2 separate regions of the Arabidopsis thaliana genome follow, and region 2 is linked to region 1. Evidence: chromatin contacts called from public ChIA-PET data. All regions are on one chromosome and are shown on one strand. Each heading gives the region's core, a stretch centred on a gene start, on an enhancer-like site or on the middle of the called end of the contact. The rest is flanking DNA. Distances are from core to core; before and after follow the strand shown. Region 1 holds the start of NPH4 (Transcriptional factor B3 family protein / auxin-responsive factor AUX/IAA-like protein). Region 2 holds the start of AT5G20840 (Phosphoinositide phosphatase family protein).

Region 1 (2,700 bases), core at 35-2,534:
AATCAGTCTGCTTCTGCATTGAAGCCGCGACCTAAGAAACAGAAAAATAAATAGCAACCACATGAAATTTCCAATCAGCGACTCATTCTTGATCAGCCGCGAATGATACCAAACTTTATTGAACAACATACTTGCTCACTGTGACCTTGAGGGAAGTAAACAACAAGACTTCCTGCTGGAGGCAACGAAATCAATGGCCCAGCACAAGCGTGCCATAGCTCTGAGTTTATATTTCTCCTTTCTCCTGCATTCACACAACATCAAAGCTGTGATTACTTAAAATCTCTAGGATCTTCATTCAGTTACTATTATCAAACCAACAAGATAGGAGAGAACTGCTCTAAACCAACTAAAAGCCACAGTCTTTATAAACCAATACAATAGTAACTTAGCTTACTCTCTAAGCAGAAAATGACCGAAACCAATTCAATTCAGGTTCTCAAATCCAGCAATTCTGAAGAAATGTGTGACCTCTTCTACTTAAAACTTGAATCTATTCAAATCCAGCAATGAATTTCTTCTACTAAAGGATTGACATTTATCAGATACGAGAAACACACAAACCTTCAACAGGATTAGGAGAAACTCCATTTGATGAAGGAGCTTTCATGATCACTCAACTTTACTTTCTCTGAAGAATAAACCCAATAAATAATCTGAATCTGAGCTTATACAAAGCTAAGCTCTTTGCGTGAGAGCTTCATCAAAAGCCCTAAACTTTCACTCAAGTTGTTAATAGCTTCCTAGCTCAAGTAACAGCAGAGAGAATCGTTAATCAGAAATGGGGAACTCCAAGATCTCAGCTTTTTATCTCCGACAGAGCCGCCAATTTCTCGGAAATTTTAAGTATCTCAAAGAGATCAAAAACCACGACTTTTCACACGCGGAATCTCCGGAGAGACAAACAAAGCATACGACCTTAAAAAAGATTCCGTTTTTAACGAAGCTCTTTATCTCGAGTCAGATAATTCAAAAACACCCACAAAGTTACTTGATTCAGCTGCTCTTCTTTGTTTTGCTTTCCTTTCTTGGGGGGAATCAAATCAAAGAGACGGGTTTCTATAAAAAGAAATCTGGAAAATGAATCGAAAGAGAAAAACAAAACTTAAGGATGACCAAGGACAATCGAAGATTAAGACTCAAACGTGAGAGAAAGAGCAACAGAGTTGTCGGAAAGGGATGATCAGCGACCAGGACAACTACCAAAAGGTCTGCTAAAGCACAGGAACAGCTTTTTCTTCTTCCTCTCCTTTTTTTTTCCTTCTCTTTTCTTTTTCCGATATTTTTATTTTTTTATACCTATTTAGTTATGCTCATGAAGCCGACATATTCACTAGCAAACTGGCCACGATTTAATTTCTTAATGTTATTATTGTCCTCTAAAATTTTAACTTTGACACACAAAAAAACAACTTTATTAGTGTTTTCTTTTTCCTTATCTCTGATAATTTGATAAGTTTTTTTCATTAAGGTTATTATTACTGTATCATTTATTGTAATACTTGATTAGGGATAACATAGATTTATAGGGGATGTATTGAAAAAAACAAACTAAGCTGACTAGCTAGTTATTTGATCAAAGTGCGTACATATATGTTTGGCAATTTCTTTTGTAGTTAACTATATTTAATTCAGATAGATTTTAGGATTCATAATTCATCAAAAAATTTTATGATTTTCATTATTTTGAACAAAAGCATTTTACTAGAAATTTTGTGGAGTTTTACATGGTTGGTTCTGAGTTTCATAAACTAGCGTTCATGTTTTAAACGAGAATGGAACTTAAATGTTTAGTAATGAGTTCTATAATAACAAACAAATCTAAATTCGCTTAGATCATCATTATAAACAATTGATCTTATTTTGTTGTAAATGTTGATTAATTGATCAAATCTAAGTACATACAGCATATGCGATCACAAAGAACAATATTTTAACGGACGATTTCATATCAAAAATGATAGAAGTTCTCTCTTTGTTCATGATTCTTTATTGGTTTCTTATATTAATTAACCTAAACTTTTGTCTTTTGGAAGAAGTGTTATAATGTCACACAAAATAAAATTACATATGATGATCACAACTTACACTCTTTTCCCAGTACAGCCATCATTCAAAATTTTCCTCTATAATCGTTAAAATGTCTACCCAAAAAAAAACGGTGATATATATTCCTAAACATATTGGAAAACCGAATATAACCATAAATATGTCATTGTACAAACTACAATCTATTTGGTTTAAGGCCACATAACAAGTTTTATCTACCAAAGACTGAACCTCCATATTCATCACAGACCATTGTAAAATGCATGTAAACCCTTTGAATGACCCCACATCAAAAAAGAAAGTTACAAAACAGTAACCTCTTTGTTAGTTTAGGTTCGATCCAAAACTTATTTGGCAGGAATGCTTAAAATTCTATATACTTACAACTTTAAGTGAAGGTAATATATATGTATGGAATGAATGGATGTCAATTCAAATAAGTGGCAGTGAGTAGCGACATGATGTCCCTGAGCAATAAATGCGTGAAGACAGAAGTTTGGAGATTGGATGAATGTAAGAAGGCCTTTTGAAGTTATGGATTTCGACGCCTAGCTTTTTTTTTTCTTTTTTTTTTGTGAAACTTTGAGGCCTAGCTAACGTTTAAAAAAAGAAAAAGAAAAATGTTAATAGTTTTCTTATTACAAAGTGACC
Region 2 (2,700 bases), core at 149-2,648, 47 kb after region 1:
CCACAAATTTCACCTATCTCTCTTCTTTCAGTTATAAGCAGCATGTAATATGGTCCCAAAAACTTAATGAACCCTGAGAGCAAATGCCAAAAAAAATAACAAATTGTGAGAACAAATCTGTAAAGTAAAACCATCTACTACTCTTCTGTAAACATAAACTTGAGAGAAAAACACATACCAATGATTCCATAACAAACAGTGACAAGTTTCAGTCCACCAGTCGCCTTGTTTCCTTCGTGTATCCGTTTAAGCAACTCGTAGCATTCTTTTTTGGTATACGCAGTCGAATCCTCTCTGAGATTAAGCTCAGATGCTTCGAGCCGGTCTATCTTAAGTATTCTATATACTCCACTACCGTTCCAACCAATCATATAGAAATTCTGAAATATATATCATCATGTTAGTTACAAATATCTATAGTGAAACAATAGTACAACACGAAAACAGATCTCATAGCTGATTCATGAGACAAGAAAAAGCAATCAAATGGCAGTGAAAATACTCAAAAGTGGAAGTTTTAAAATACCGCTTGAGTCTCGAAGAGCTTGAATTGTTGCATACAGCCTAAAAGAGCAGATGATCCAGAGGAGCCTGAGCCGCCATTCTCCACTGATGGCGATGAGGTCATAGCTGATTTCTCAATTATTGGTTCCTTTTGATTTACAGATCTAAGCCCAAGCCGATGGGCTGAGAGAATAATCTCGCCGGAGCATTCACCAATATTCAAAATCGAAATAAAATGTCGAATTCAATTCAGACGCAATTCAATCAAAGATACTCTAAAACTTTGACCACGTATCGTTGGGTTTGAAGCAAAACACGAATCTCTTGCTCCCGAGATTTAAACCATGGACTTGCAAAAACAATCAAGCAGCCCCAGAAAAATCTTCCAGAACCGACGAAAACAAACAGTAGTGATTGTTTCTTCTGCTGCAATCGAATCGAGAACAAATGCGAGAGACTAATAGAAAGAGAAAAGAGGTAAGCAAGTAGAGAGACCCGATCACGAGTCCAGAAGCTCCAAAGAAACGAAGAAGGAAGCTCAGATTCGCAGATGAAACAGAAGATGAGATTACGAATTGGTAAAATTTGAAAAAAGAAGACAAGTATATATGAGGAAGAAGAAGAAGAGGATAGAGAGAAAAAGAAGGGTTTATGATATAGAGAGAGATGATGATGATGATAATAGTTTTCTCAGCTGTTTCCTTTGTTTGTGTCGAGAGACAAAGGAGAAGATTGGATCGGGGAAGAGAGAGAGAGAGAGACGACGACGACGACGCAACAAAACCACAATTTCTCTCTTCTTTAAAACAAAAAAGATTTTTTTAAGGGATCTTTAAATTAAAAAGAAAAAAAAAGAGCCCGTGACGAAGCAATATATACTAACAGCTGTCTGGCCGCTAATGGAATAGCTGCACTTTCGAGGACTTATGTTATGTACTCTCTCTCTTTCTCTCTTTATCCAGTTTTCCAGTTACACCTATAATTCTGAGTAACTTTAGTTAATAAGAATAAATAGTATATAGAACTAAATGTGTTTGGTAAAAAAAAAGAATAAAGTAAATGAAAATCATTTGTAGACTTGATACAAAAATACTAATGATTTTTTTTTATATATGTAGAGGATGAGTCATTCTAACAAAAGTTTTGTTAATACTAAAAAGGTACAAACAAATCATGTTTTGAATATTGGAGATGGTGATGTCAACAACAGAAAAAATGAAAATTATCTGAGAAAGTATGACAAAAACATGATAAACTATTTTAGTGTTCTTATGACAATTTTTATTATAATAATTAGACTTCTATCGAATCACAATTTGTGAGTTTATAGAATCACAATATGTGAATCACAATTACTAATTAAACCATTGGAGATGGTGATGCTTTTATGTTTTAAAATTGTAATAATATGGATTTTTCGTTGTTAAATAAAAAGAAATGTGATTAAATGCCTATTAGTATATAAAAAACATGATAAACCATAAGACATTCTAATTGTAAGTAATGGTTAGTTAATATTTGATTGTTCACTAAGTAATATATCTATATATACATTTTTGCAGCCACTTTGTGAAATAAATCCTAGAGTTGGAATTTATTTACAGTGGCTGCCACTGGCATTTAATAATTGTTTTTGATAATTAGAAAGAAAATCTTTGAATTAAATATTTGACAATCTTCCCAAAATCTCTTCACATTAACTACACGATTAGTTATTAAAATAAAACTTCCGAAATATTTAATATCATTTAATTACTACAAAATTATCATTTTGATATTGTTTTTCTACATGACTATAATAATTCGATTATAATCATCAAACCGCAGAGATATTAGATAGCATTTAATTACTACAAAATTAAAAAATATTTAGACAATGATTCATAAACATATCATAAATAAAATCAGTGAGTTTTTTTTACGGGACGGATTGGCGGGACGTTACTTAATAACAATCGTAAACTATAAAATAAAAATATTTTTACGATAAATATAATTTGCAAACTTTTATATATAGTAACTTTAAAAAATAAATTGTCTCCGCGGTATACCGTGGGTTAAAATTTAGTAGTGTTGTATAAACCACGAGGCTGTGTGCGTTTGTGAAACACAAAAGGTTCATTACCCGAAAAACTTTACTTACAAAGCTCTTTTGCTCCATCATCACTTACTTGTACGCTTACACTATGATCAACA

Evidence for each region. ChIA-PET counts read pairs in DNA pulled down with a chosen protein or histone mark.
Region 2: an H3K4me3 ChIA-PET map of shoot shows a contact between it and region 1, with 10 read pairs. The contact joins the promoter of AT5G20840 here to the promoter of NPH4 in region 1. A contact is called at or near these places in 7 of 26 Hi-C or Micro-C datasets (cotyledon, leaf, root and 3 more), 1 of 2 datasets of contacts at active chromatin or transcription factors (shoot) and 1 of 3 other capture datasets (seedling).

What each region holds. Positions count from the first base shown.
Region 1 is chr5:7,020,895-7,023,594 of TAIR10.1, forward strand. It overlaps NPH4 (Transcriptional factor B3 family protein / auxin-responsive factor AUX/IAA-like protein), which reads right to left and starts at 1,285. Exons shown (of 13, transcript NM_180716.3): 1 at 565-1,285; 2 at 132-244; 3 at 1-31. The coding sequence starts at 610. AT5G03205 (a long non-coding RNA gene) reads right to left here. Exons shown (of 1, transcript NR_142668.1): 1 at 2,550-2,700.
Region 2 is chr5:7,067,945-7,070,644 of TAIR10.1, forward strand. It overlaps AT5G20840 (Phosphoinositide phosphatase family protein), which reads right to left and starts at 1,399. Exons shown (of 16, transcript NM_122091.3): 1 at 527-1,399; 2 at 179-380; 3 at 1-73. The coding sequence starts at 628. It overlaps RAD51 (RAS associated with diabetes protein 51), which reads right to left. Exons shown (of 9, transcript NM_122092.3): 9 at 2,547-2,700.